Regions from separate parts of the Sus scrofa genome. Here regions 1 and 3 are each linked to region 2. The links are chromatin contacts, called in public Hi-C maps. All regions are on one chromosome and are shown on one strand. Each heading gives the region's core, a stretch centred on a gene start, on an enhancer-like site or on the middle of the called end of the contact. The rest is flanking DNA. Distances are from core to core; before and after follow the strand shown. Region 1 holds the start of CTGF (connective tissue growth factor). Region 2 has its middle 89 kb from the start of CTGF. Region 3 has its middle 160 kb from the start of CTGF.

Region 1 (4,761 bases), core at 2,163-4,662, 90 kb before region 2:
ATGATAAAAGATATTTAGAAAATTGGTAGTGGATTGTTCTAGACAAACAAAAGCTTCTCATCTTTACTCAAGAAAATGCAGAAATACTTAGAATAAATGAATAACCAAGACCTTTATAGAAAAAATATATACTTTATTTTCAACTAGAAAGGTGCAAACATGTAACTTTTGGTCACACTCTCAACAAATAAACTGTCCAAAAAACAGTCATAGTCAAAGTAGAAACAAATGCTTCCAGGTGGAAAAACCAATCAGCTGTATAGAGCCACTCATTTTTTAATAAAAGTCATTTTTTTCATTAAAAGTGAGGCTACCACATTTCCTACCTACAAATCAGACTGCCAAGGACATTGCTGCTGCCTCACCTTCAGCAAACAACCTGTATTGATGGATGAACTGCTGCTCTTAACTGAGCAGAATTTCCATTCGAATGTCTATTCCATGCTTTGAATGATCAGACAAGCTTTACATCCTACCTATGGTGTTCAGAATGGAGGCTAACATTTGAAATACCAAAGCATTAAAAACAGAAACAAAAAGGCACAAACAACTTTAAATTAACTTAGATAACTGTACAAATATATATATATACACAATATTTACAATATCAATAAAAAAAAAAAAAATCTGGCTTGTTACAGGCAAAACAGCTTGCCACAAGCTGTCCAGTCTTACAGACAGGATTCTGATTCCTGAACACTCAACCGAATCAGAATGTCAGAGCTGAATCTTCTGTTCTGACTTAAAGAAGAACTTGACCCAGCCTCCTGACAGCTGGAGAATGCACATCTCAGCTGTCATTGGTGCTAAAGGCAGCTCAGTGAGCATGCTCAAGTTTTCCTTCTCAATGACACCCAATAGCAGGCACATCCCTGCCGTAAGATGACAAGACTCTCTACTCGTGCCTTCCCAGAGCTCCTAAAGCCACACAGCATACAATCCCGGTGCTCTGCACTAATACCGTCCCACGGTCAAGTCTGAACTTTCTTCAAACCAGTGTCTGGGTTTGATAGACTCTTTTTTTGAATGTCACATGGCACACGATTTTGAATGTTGGTGGGAATTTTCCTTTGTCCCCCATTAGAAAAACAGATTTAAATAACCTGTGCTACTGAAATCATGTTTACGCAAAAATGAGATGTGAATCAGTTCAAGTGACAGTCTCAAGTGTTCATGGGTCTCACTCTCTCTGGCTTTAGGCCATGTCTCCATACATCTTCCTGTAGTACAGGGACTCGAAGATGTCATTGTCCCCGGGGCAGTTGTAATGGCAGGCACAAGTCTTGATGAACATCATGCTCTTCTTCATGACCTCACCGTCGGGACACTTGAACTCCACAGGAAGGGTGGTGGTTCTGTGAGGGGTGCAGCAGCGGCCGTCTGTGCATACCCCGCAGAACTTAGCCCGGTATGTCTTCACACTGGTGCAGCCGGAAAGCTCAAACTTGACGGGCTTGGAGATCTTGGGGGTACGGATGCACTTTTTGCCCTTCTGAGGAAGACAAGGGAGAAGAGAGGAGGGGAAAAAAAAAAATTAATGACTGCAAGGGGTGTGGCTTTCTTCAACTTCTGTGTGTTCCAGGCTTCTGAGCTGTCTGACTTCTGTTTATATTTTGAGGAGGGGAAGTTTGACTCTCCTCTGCCAGTTTTCCAAAAATAGACATAGCCTCTTTGGGGATGTCTTGAATGAACTCACACTGTGGAAGATTTCCTAGTGGAAAACTGGTGGTTCCTATTACATAACATCTTATTCCAGCAAAACAGCTCAATGGTTAGATATTTTTGGAGGTAACAGGCCTCTAAGAAGGAGGGCGGTAAGAGACCTAAACCTTGGTCCTGTCCTCTCTTGTTCCACGAAAATGAATGAACAGGAGCTGGACACCTACCTTAATGTTCTCTTCCAGGTCAGCTTCACAAGGCCTGACCATGCAGAGGCGGCTCTGCTTCTCCAGTCTGCAGAAAGCGTTGTCATTGGTAACCCGGGTGGAGATGCCCATCCCACAGGTCTTGGAACAGGCACTCCACTCTGTGGTCTGGACCAGGCAGTTGGCTCGCATCATAGTTGGGTCTGGGCCAAACGTGTCTTCCAGTCGGTAAGCTGTGAGAGCAGAGCACACAAACGCGAGGTGAGACGTCAGAATACGACCTTTTCCCCAGCCCTGGGCAAAGTCAGGGCTCGGCCCCCCCTGTGGGAGAATCACAAGGCTGACTTAGAGAAAGGCTCAGCTCACCGGCCAGGGCAGGGCCGACCACGGTGTGGTCCTTGGGCTCGTCACACACCCACTCCTCGCAGCATTTCCCGGGCAGCTTGACCCTCCGTGGGAAGGGGCAGTCGGGGCTGGGCAGGCGGACGTCCATGCTGCACAGGGGCACGCAGCCCACGGCCCCGTCCAGGCAAGTGCACTGGTATTTGCAGCTGCTCTGGAAGGACTCTCCGCTCCGGTACACCGTTCCTCCAAAGACGCAGGGGGCACCATCTTTGGCTGAAGGACAGGAAGGGGAAATGGGGGGGATGCAGGGTCAAGCATTGGTTCCCGAGCCTCTCACAAGGAAGCGCGCGTCGGGGTTGCGGGCTGGGAGCAGGGCTCCGGGGCCGGGCTGCTAACAGCCAGAAGGAGGGACTCAATTCGAGCAGCTTTATTATCTGGCGGGAAGGTGAGCGTGAGGGTGACTCGGGGTGGTGGCGCGTCATCGGGTGCCCCCGCCCGGGCGCTCCGGCGGTGGCGGCGCGGGGCGAGGGGTCTGGGGGAGACGGGGTGGGGACCGGGGCTGCAGGTCTTACCTGTGCACACTCCGATCTTGCGGTTGGCCGGCGAGCCGAAGTCGCAGAAGAGGCCCTTGTGCGGGTCGCAGGGGTCGCGCTCGGTGCACAGCTCACCCAGCTGCTTGGCGCACACTCGGCAGCAGCCGCAGCCGTCCAGCACGAGGCTGACGCCGGCGGGGCAGCGCGGCGCCTTCCCGGCCGCGCACTGGCACTGGCCGCTGCAGTCCTGGCCAGAGGCGGGCTGCGGAGGGAGGCGGCGGGTCAGCCGGACGCACGCCCCTCGGCGCCGCGGGGTCCCCTCCCCGCCCCCGGCCCGGTGCATCCCTCCCCCCGGCGCCGGGCGCCGCGGGGGTCTCCGGCGCTTACCCGGCTGCAGAGGGCGAGCAGGAGCACGAAGGCGCAGCGGACCGGGCTCAGGCCGGTGGCGGACATGGTCGGGGCGCTGCGGGCGGCTGGCGGCGGGGCTGGGGTGGCGTGGCGGGCCGAGCGGGCGGCGCGGGTTCGGGCCGGAGGCGGGAGCCTGGAACGCGCCGGGCGGCTGTCTCGGGAGCTGTCGGCCGGGGCGGCTGCCGTCGGACTGAAGGCGGTGGGTCGTCGGCGGTGGGAGTCGGGCTGACTGCCTCCTCTCAGTGGGGAAGAGTTGTTGTGTGAGGCTGAGGCGGGCGGCCCGAGGCTTTTATACGCTCCGGGCGGCCCCGGCTCGCCAATGAGCTGAATGGAGTCCTACACAAACAGGGACATTCCTCGCATTCCTCCCCACCTTCCTGCCTCATCAACTCACACCGGATTGATCCTGACCCCTTGACACTCAGCATTCCTCCCGTCTGAAAAAGCTGGCACACTACAGCTAACCAAAAAAAAAAAAAAAAAAAAAAAGCTCAGTATTTCCAGCACCAAATAGGATTTTCCTCCCTTCCTTCTTCGCACCACTCCTGATTTATATCATTTAAAAACACATCAGCCATGCTTATTATTATTTTTATTCCACTACTTCTGTTTCTAATAGCTGTGCCTGTTCTACCCACTGACATAAATCCTTTGTAGGAGGTTAGGAGGTAGGTAGCAGAAGAGGCTAACAGCAGGGATTCCTAAAAAATTCGAAAGGATTTCCTTTTTATTGTTTTTGTAATGATTTTAGTTTCAGAGGCTGTGTGCCTTTGAAATTTTGCAGAGAGCAGAAGAGGAGTTGGTTGCTTTTAACTGCTTGAGAGCCTCAAGAAGCAGAAGCATACCTGCAAATCCCCGAATTTCATATTGGAAATGGAGGAATTTGATCATTTGTCACTTGAAATAACACTTTGGATGCCCATGGCCAGTGGCCAGACAGACAGGAAAGAGAATACAGCCAGGAGTCTAAGTATGGATGCAGTTTTCTGGGGGAGTTTTCTACCACTCTTGCTTTGTTCTCTCTTAATACTTACAACAGTATTATTGTTGTGGGTATCAAGAAGAAAAAGGGATGGGTGGGCTTCAACATTTCCAGAAAATTCCATCTGATGTTATGTCAGAGCAAATGATTATGTGTTGAGTAGGTAGAAGTGCTGGATGTTGGGATGAAAAATGGGGTGGGAAGACAAGGCAACTCTACAGGAGGGGACCAGCAAGAAGCTTGGGGTTTCTTTGGGAGAGGTGTTAAACACAGTTGGGGGTCTTTGAAAAATAAGTGATTTTTCTTATACCAAAACCTATAATCTTCAAATGTGAATTAATCTGATTATATAACAAGAACACTGAACCCCATTATATTTGCTTACAAACTAAGAGTGTCTGTAAATAATATATTTTAGTGACTCTCCACACATCTATGAATAGCGATTGTTACTTCTTATTACCCAAGAAGCCGGTAACCTAATGGAGTGAGATCAGGTCAAGGAAAGAAGGAGTTTTATTCCCTCCACTTGTGTGCATATGTCAAATATGGCCAATAAAGTCTAAGCATATGTTAGCTTCACTGAAGACTGAGTTAATTGACAGTGCTTTCCTTTAGAATTTATAGT
Region 2 (4,401 bases), core at 1,431-3,930:
AAGGTTTTCACTTGCAGAAACAAAAAGACCCTTGAGGCCAATAAGTACTTATTTATTTTTAAATGTTTTAAAATTAAAATAATCGTGTGAGGCTTTTGCTTCAGCTTTCTTTCTGAAATGACTCTTGACAGGAACTGGAAATAGTTCTTGTCAATGCAGCCATTATCTCTTGTGACCCAACGGTATGTGGGAGGTAGAGTGGAATTTCTGAGTTCTTTGTACCTAGGAATGAACTGTCTGTCATTTAGTTAAAATAAATTATTGATTTTTCAATCAAATCAAAATATTGAGTCAAACAAGTGGGTACTGTACTTGAATTTTCCTTTACTTGTAAGAACTGTTTTTCACTATTTTATGACTAGTGGGGGGAAATATGGGGTTATAAATAACAAACACACGTTTGGGGCTTAATGAAACCCATAGAGGCAGTTATAGGACAGTCTGGAAGAAACTTGAAATTACCATTATGTCCCAGGAAAATAAATAATTCTTTTTCTTGCCTTATCAGATAAGCAACCTGACAATATGCTTTGGAAACAATTTAGAATATTTAGTTTCTCTCTTCATTAGAGGCCTGTGCATGAAGCTCAGATCATTCCTTCCAGAATCCGGAGGTTTCTCTTATCTCTCCTGGGAACAAGGATGTTAAGTGTCCTCAGCATCGCTTCAGGGCTTGGGCTTGGGCAGGTCTTAAGAGCAAGACAAATGACTGGTTTTGCTGGAAGGGAACTAGAGAAAGCTGGACACATGTTCAAGTGGAATAGAGAATAATGACAGATAGCTTTAGCACATCGAGCTTTCCTCCAGCGATTAAGAGATGACTCCATGTGGGGTTACTGTGTTGTTGCTTCAAGACCTGCAACATTTAAGTATCTACGGCCTGGGAGTAGAAAATGCCAAAGATCATTCTAATTTCTTCTTTAAATTACCTCCAAAAGCTCTAATTTTTTCAGGAATAAACTCCAAAATGCTCAGCATGAGAATCTGAATTTCTTTGCTCTGCTTCTACCTACTTATCCAGTTCCTGTGGTTCTGTTTCTCTCTTCCAACCTTGGGCTGCACATGCTCTCTTCATAACAAATAGCAGCATCACTGTACCACATCATGTACATGTACCTCTCTGCCTTTGAATGTCATTCTCCTTTTGTCCAAAAATGGCCTGACACCCTTTATTTCCTAGACAAAGTGAAAAATTATCATTTAAAACATGCTACTTAGTCTGAAATCTGGGATGTGTGTACTTTCTATGTTATTTCAAAGTATCCTTTCTTTTTCTTAATCATTTATCATATTGTAATCCTCTGCTTTATTGTTTGCATCTACCTTTAAACCAGTGACTTGGATTTAATTGGTGTTAAGTGGGGCCTCCAACTCAGTGGTCTGTTTTAAAAGTTCCCTTGGGATTGGCATATGCACACTGAGCTATCTCAAATGATAGGCCAACGGGGACCTGCTGTATAGCACAGAGAACGCTACCCAATATTCTGTGATAATCTGTGTGGGAAAAGAATCTGAAAGAGAGTGGATGTGTACATGTACAACTAAGTCATTTTGTTGTACAGAGGAAATTATCACAACCTTGTAAATTAACTATACTTCAATAAAACTTTTAAAAAAGAAAAAAAGAAGAAAATTTCCCTAGTGATTCTGGTTCACACCAAGGACTAAGATCCACTGGATTTGACTGAAAACTCCATGAAGATAGAACGGTTGACTGACTAGTTCATTGCGATCCCTTGTTTTCTAGCTCCGTGCTACAGTAAATCAAGAAATATACATGGATTAAATGTCCTTGTGTCCCCAGTGCTTGGTACAGTGTAAAACAATTGCCGAATGAATGAATGAATACATTAAATTCTACAAGGGTTACACAAACTAGTAAACCACAGGATTTACTTTTAAAAAGTAATAGTTGGATAAGAATAAGAGGAAATGGAGACATACATCAAGAATTCTGACATAGTCACTCATACAGTCAGTGGCAAAAATATTTATAGTGGTTGGAATGGTTTCTTCCAGAGAGTGTCTTTCATGGGGAAGATTTTTCTTCTTTCTGAATGCAGAAATTTTCCAAGTGGTTTGGCAGAAGTCCAGTTCATTGAAGTTTTGAGCAAATTCTGTTTAAGTTCCTTTGCTAAATCTTCTGAGGTCATTCCAGACCATTTGCCTTTCTCTGTTTGGCACTAAGGCAGGAAATGTTTTTCTCCATTTTTAAAGTGCAGTTCTAGGGGCCGGTGAAGAATGCACGGGATGCAACATGCTATCAGCCCCCTCCAGCTGTTTATCGTGGTCTTTTTCATTCTTAACTGGGACATCAAGTTCTTTTGGATACTAGTTATTGTTTTATACATAAGACAAAATAAACATTTCCTGGAGGACTTCAGAGGGTAACTACTCTTAGGTTTTATCTTGCATTTTCCTTCAATCCAAAGAGGAAAAAATAAGATTTAACTTGAAAGAGGACTCCCGTTTATCAGGCTATGCTGTAGTCAGTGAGCTGGTACATTCTTTTTCTTTTCTTTTTTTTTATGAGCCTGAGAGTGTCCAACCCCTCACTCTAACTTTCCCCATCTTGAATCACTTAATGTTTTAAACTTGCAAGTGGTCATGGCCTCCACCCAAGATCATCTGAAAACAATGGTACCTGAGTCACTGACATTCTTAAGGTCTTACTTGGAAGGAGTTGTTTGGAGCGGCTGTAGTCTGACCTGAGTCATTCCACACTGGGCCAGGGAGGCTAAAGGATTGGACTCTTCCCAAAGGAACGCTTGTTATTGTCGTGAATCTCCAGAAAGAGACATGTAGTTAGAGCTAAGAGAACATGAGCTTTGCCTCAGATTGACTGTCGGATGGGGACAGACCATGACCTTTTTAATCAGGATAGGCTTAGCCTGGATATTTTGTACAAAGTAAGTTGGCTTCTGGTGGAATTTCCCAGAGAGACCACCCTGGAGGAAGGTATGATGATTTAGTGAGAAGGCCATGGGATTTGGAGTCAGACTTAGGTTTAATTCCTGCCTCTACCTGTCTTATCATACTGTCTCTGCCATGTACTCTGCAAATTAGGTAAGATGCTTAACCTCTCTGAAGCCTAATTTCTCATCTATAAAATATAATAACAACTAAAGAAATGAAATATTATTGAATTTGTCAGGTACACATTTTATTTTAAAATATTAATTAAAACAATACTGTGTGCTGTAGAAGAGAAACAGAGTTTCTGCCCTCCTACTATTCACATTAATGTAGAGCAACATATAAAACAGCAGTAGAAACAGAATTGATATCTACCTTAATATTATCATTTAGAAAAACCAAGTGGCGTTATATGTTTATAGATCTACCTTGAAAGTGTTAATAGCACCATACCCACATTCATTTCTAAAAATAGGTTGCATTTCCTCTCCTATTGACCAAAACCAAAGTATTTTAAGAGTAGGAAATGGTACCTGGTTGGGAAAGGGGTATTTTTTCAGAAACCAGAAAGGAAGATAGTTTAGTTACAGAGTGCAACCGAGAGCATAATGTAGGCATTTTCTCAACTGCCTCTTGGAAGCAGGGCTAAAGTAGGCAGTCCAGGTGTTTGCTCAATTGTGTGATTTGGTGGGCCTGAGATAGAAGGACCTGCCTGGAAAGAGACTAATCCTTCATAAACTATGTAGTATGCTTGTGAAAAAGACTGTGGTATGTAAAACTATGGAGGGCAAGACTGAGGACTTAAAGAAAATAGAGGTTTGTGGGAAAAGCAATAAAAATGATGTATATGTGTTTTTATTTAAACATCACAGTTCATAAACGTTCTCGAAGGCATCCACTGCTAAAACAAACTAAATGTGTTGGTGTTAAAATGTAGCTCCAATAAGTGATCATTTTCCTGACTGTCCTACTGAATTGTTCTGGAAAACCCCTGAAATGGATTTTTCCATGAGTCATATGTTTTGCAAACTCATTTGAAAAATTTGGACCCTACTGACTTGAGATTTAACATTTTTTTTGCACTTATCTTTCGGCTAATTTCCTCAAGTATTAGAAAAATGTTGATATAGCCACTCTGCCTAGAAGCCTTCATCCCACATACCTAGAGGGTGCAGCCTAATCAAATGTCCCTTCTACACTATATACCTCTACTTGGGGAGCAGGCACGGGGAGGAATATGGCTTTGGAACACTTTTGTTTAAAAGGAGTCAAGCACACAAAATGTGGGTAACACTATTGTAGACTCTTTAAGTTGTCATTCAAATGTAAAAACTGCATATTCTTGTAACTTGAAGCCTACATCCAGTGAGTCACTCATTTGGGTGTTATCTTGGGAATTGGTATGGTATGTTACTGTGAATAGATAAAAATTGAGTTTATCATTTTTTTTTTCTTGCCATGGTTGTCAGGGACATGATATGCAAT
Region 3 (4,488 bases), core at 1,173-3,672, 67 kb after region 2:
ACAGCCCACTGGAGCTGAAAGGCAGCTTCCGTCCTTGGACAAGGCATACGTGCTCCAGATTTCCCCACTCTCTCCTGCTTCCAAACAGTCTCCACTCAAGATGAAGAGTCTGTTGCCGTTTATAACTAGCTTACAGTCATTTCCCTCAGTAAAGAAATTTCTCTGTAACTCTCCCCTTAAAATCGTTGGAACAAGATTAACTGAGAATACGATGTGTTCAAAAAAAAAGTTGTCTTACATTTTTAATATGCAGTCAAAAGCTCTGCTACTTGACAGACTTAGGTTCTCTTCCTGAAGCAGTGTGGAAATGGCAATTTAAGACTAATATCTTACATCCATCACCAAACAGAGCCAAAACGTGCCTTAAAGCAACAATTTCTAAAGAAGTATGAGCTTGCCCCAGCTGCATTTAAGATAAACTATTACAGTTTAGAGAGAAAATATTCGAATGTAAATATTTTTACATTTTTGATCTTTTAAATTTGTATTTTATATATTTTGTAAGTTTATAATATAGTTATAAAGCAGTATACATATGTATATACACATATATATGTGTATGTATATACACACACATCTGGACAGATATTCATATTTATTTCAGTGACTGAGGTTTTGATCTTTTAAATTTATATTTTATGTATTCTGTGCATTATAGTTATAAAGCAGTAATATATATATGCATATATATGTACACACACAACACATCTGGATAGATATTCAAATTTATTTCCGTGATTGAGGCATGTGATAAACTAGTCTGGAGACTTTAGTCTTGGGAACCCAGAAGGAATCCAAGACATATCACATCCAGACCTTCATTTTACAAATAAAGTCTGTGAAGTCCCAGGAGGTGGCATGATCTCGTCAGAGGCACCAGCATGTAAGCAAGCGACAGAGGCCAGCTCTTTCCTAACACCCTTTCCTACCCTCTTGCTGCTACTCCACACTGCCTGCTTTCTTAACCGAGGCCTGCTTGAGAAAATGAGACCAACGTGGTGATAAATAACTCCCCTGAAACTGCTGGGCAACTTGTAGGAAACTGTCAGGTTTCTTCCTCCAGCATAACACAAATTTCAACCAGTGGTACCTAGAATAGTTTCTTTTTTTGTGTGAAAATTGGCATGTGATCAATTTCTCCACTGCCAGCAGAGGACGCCTGCTGGTGCGACACACTCATTGGCCAGGTCTCATTGGCCAGCCTCTGCCTTCCTTTCCTGTGGAAATAAAATATAAGGGCAGGAGAAAGGACATATTTGGTAATGTTACGCTCCTCAGCTTCCTGCTCAGGGCTGTCTCAGCTGCAAAATGTCAAGGGAAAAAATATTCCTCCAACTTGGAATGAATTCCAGACAGACCCTGATGCCTGCAAATTTGTCAGAGGGAGCCAAGTCCAGAAAGGCAGAACATGAACAAGGTTCATTATTCCACTTCAAGAGACGCTCAAATAATCAGACACTCTGGTATTTATGATTTTCCCCATTTCAGATGGTCTTAGTTCACAACGTTCTCCTCCCTTTACCGCTGATGCTGAGCTTCCTTTTAAATTAAACCTCAACAGTTATAAAAAGACTCTCACATTACTTGTAAGCCACAAGCACTACTGGGAGACACTGTTCCTACTGGGCTGTTTCGGGCTGGGGAAGGGCAGCACTTTCTGAAAATTAGTCTGGGGAGGGCAGGCCAGGAAGTCAGACTCACTTCACCTTGACCACGCCACAGTTCTCATCTGCTTATGACATCCCTGCCAAGACCTCTTGCCACTCACAGCATTTGATATGATGCTTTTTTGCTAAAAAAAAAAAAAAAAAAAAGTTATTTCATCACACTGGCTGGCTTTCTTTTTCATTTTAGCTTTTATTTTCATCGAGGGTGGGGGAGGGGTGGACCAACCAGAAAGTCTATCCTGACACTCCCAGTTTGTGAGTAGACATACCATCAGGACTATTTGTAAGGTTGAGTTCTAGGGGATCTGATTCTTTTCTTGGCAAGCTTCCTTTGTCTTGTAAAATCATCGCCACATGCTGGCTAAAAGGTGAAGAAAGAGCATCTGTAGTCCAAACCCCATTAAATTGCTACATACACATTTTCCCTTCCACTGCTTGCCCTGCGTTTCTAAATGCCGTAGTGTTTGTTTGTGTTTGGTCATCCTGAATCCTTATTTGGGTTCTCCAATAGGCACGAAGACATCCAAATATCAGTTTTTGCAACCAGTGGAAGTGCCCGCATGAGGGCTGGGGTGTTCAGTCTTAACATGTGGTCTCCATGAATAAGGGTCTTCTTTTTTTCTTTTCCTGAAGTGTCCAGCATCACAACTCTGATTTTGCTCCTCAACAGGCTAAAGCTTGTGCTACTTCCATGGTGATCAACTGTTAGGTCATAAACATCAGATTGTGGCATCACCAAGTGAGTCAGTTGAGAGGAAGCTGGTCTGGAAATACAGCTGAAAGTCTCTGTTGACAGATGGAAGCTTCTTAATCACCGCCTGTGTGGGTAAAGGGAAAGCCTTGCCTGGCCCACCCCCGGCCTTGATTCACAAACCTGGACGGTTCTGGAGGAGGCTGGGAAAGCCCATCCTCAGAGAACACCACTTTTTCCTCTTCCAGGCCTCTCACAGGACACCCACACAACTGGGGTGAGGGGGGAGTGAACAACAGAGCTCTTTCTGGGGTTACCTTTTGAGTACCAGCCAAGTAAACTAGCTTTCGTTTTCGTCTTAAAATTCCTATACAGTTCCTTCTTAAACACCTAATTGTTAGCATTGCCTTTTTCTTGGTACACTCATTTTTAAAAAGATTACTGTTCCCTGTTAACTGTCTTGCCTATAAAATGAGCATAATCATAAGCGCTCACCTTCTAGAGAGCAGAAGGTAGGCCTGGACAATATCATTAGGCTTCTGTCCATCAAGTCTGTCTATCTCTTTGAAGCATTGAGTACTATTGTTTCTGAATGCAAGTCCATGTGCCTGACACGGGCACAGTGAGGTCAAACAATACTAAAAACAGGAATTTGGAGCAGGGAAAGGTTTATTGCAATGCCATGCAAAGAGACAGGAGGCTCATGCCTTAAAAATGGAACTCCCTAGAGACTTTCAGCAAAGCCCTTTCAGGAAAGCTGAGGGAGAGATGTGGTTAATTGTTGCAAACGTCACGGTGTCAGATCCTTTGTTCTTATAGCTGTCCACCTAGGTCAGGTCATGGTCAGGTCACAATGTTCCAGTAAATCTCCATCAAAATAAATATTATTCTCTTTTTTGCATCTTTTTATCTAAAGGTGTAATATGTAAGAAAGGGAAGGGAAGGCATTAAATTTTGTCTCTATGCCTCCTTGTGCCTTTTAACACTTAACAAATCCCATAAGCAAAGCAACACCACATTACCCCTCATTTACTTGTTCAAGCTTCCAAGTGTTGATTTTCACCTTCCAAGGTCTAGGCCCTGGCTGAGGGAAGTGGGGTTGGGGTGCAAGCTAGTCATGCTGCCAAGGAGCATTCATCCAGCACCCAGTCTGGATCCTCCCAGCAGCACCCAGGCCCAGCTGAAGAGACAGATCTTAGATAGCAGTGCCCTCTGCGCCAGGTCCCCAGACCCTGGCCAGGGGTCATCACTGAGGGAACAAGGTGCCCAGGACCCAGCCAGTCCTCAGACTCACTGCAGCCAGTGCTGAGGACTGCGACCCAGGTAGACTGCCACAGTCAATAGATCTAGGAGGTGGGGCCTGGCCTGGTCAGTGCACAGCCTTGGCAATGGCTCTGGAGCTCTGCAGGACACAGCCCTCAGCCTTTTCCCCAGGGCTCACCCCCAGCTCACCCACTGGACCAAGGGCCTGGAGGGCCCCAGGGAGAGGCTACAATCCACCTCTCACTGCCCTCTGCCCTGAGGACCACCACCAACCCACTGTCGGCAGAGGTGGCCCTCCAGTGGTCCTGTGCTAACCACACTCTCTGTCTATAGGCTATGTGCCTGCCCCACCCCAATTACACTACTAGAAAGATTCCTTGTTGCCTTATTTCTTTTCGGTTCACCTTTTTTTTTTAATTGAAATGTTGTTCATTTACAATATTATGTTAGTTGTCAGGGTACAGCAAAGTGATTCAGTTTTACATATGTAACTTTTTCAGATCCTTTTCCATTATAGGTTTTTACAAGTTATTGAGTCTAGATCCCTGTGCTATACCATAGGTCCTTGTTGTTTATCTATTTTATGTATAGTAATGTGTATATATTAATCCCAAACTCTTCATGTGTCTCCTCTACCACCACCATCACCCACCCTCACTGCTATCCCCTTTGGTAACCATAGATTTGTTTCCTTTGTGAGTCTATTTCTGTTTTGTAAATAAATTCATTTGTATCATTTTTTTTAGATTCCACACATGTAATATCATATGATGTTTGTTTTTCTCTGTCTGATTCACCTCACTTACTTTAATAATCTCTAAGTCTATCCATGTTGCTGCAAATGGCATTATGTCTTTTTTTTTTTTT

The links. A called contact is a pair of places that touch in the nucleus more often than the background predicts.
Region 1: a contact with region 2 is called in a Hi-C map of embryonic fibroblasts, with 3 times the contacts expected there. The contact joins the promoter of CTGF here to the enhancer-like site in region 2. A contact is called at or near these places in 9 of 47 Hi-C or Micro-C datasets (embryonic fibroblasts, fibroblasts, liver and 4 more) and 1 of 2 datasets of contacts at active chromatin or transcription factors (skeletal muscle).
Region 3: a contact with region 2 is called in a Hi-C map of embryonic fibroblasts, with 2.7 times the contacts expected there. The contact joins two enhancer-like sites. A contact is called at or near these places in 3 of 47 Hi-C or Micro-C datasets (embryonic fibroblasts, skeletal muscle and subcutaneous adipose tissue) and 1 of 2 datasets of contacts at active chromatin or transcription factors (skeletal muscle).

What each region holds. Positions count from the first base shown.
Region 1 is chr1:31,673,049-31,677,809 of Sscrofa11.1, reverse strand. CTGF (connective tissue growth factor) reads right to left here and starts at 3,412. Exons shown (of 5, transcript NM_213833.2): 1 at 3,131-3,412; 2 at 2,783-3,005; 3 at 2,232-2,483; 4 at 1,887-2,098; 5 at 113-1,492. The coding sequence starts at 3,196. The coding sequence ends at 1,196.
Region 2 is chr1:31,582,975-31,587,375 of Sscrofa11.1, reverse strand. No RefSeq gene overlaps it. Among named protein-coding and RNA genes, the nearest start is that of CTGF, 89 kb to the left of the region's middle. Within about 2 kb of position 2,680, at least 25 of the 83 cell types and tissues checked have an H3K27ac peak or open chromatin away from gene starts, as enhancers often do. A contact at or near this core is called in embryonic fibroblasts, liver, skeletal muscle and 1 more, where this site is marked.
Region 3 is chr1:31,515,250-31,519,737 of Sscrofa11.1, reverse strand. No RefSeq gene overlaps it. Among named protein-coding and RNA genes, the nearest start is that of CTGF, 160 kb to the left of the region's middle. Within about 2 kb of position 2,422, at least 38 of the 83 cell types and tissues checked have an H3K27ac peak or open chromatin away from gene starts, as enhancers often do. A contact at or near this core is called in embryonic fibroblasts, skeletal muscle and subcutaneous adipose tissue, where this site is marked.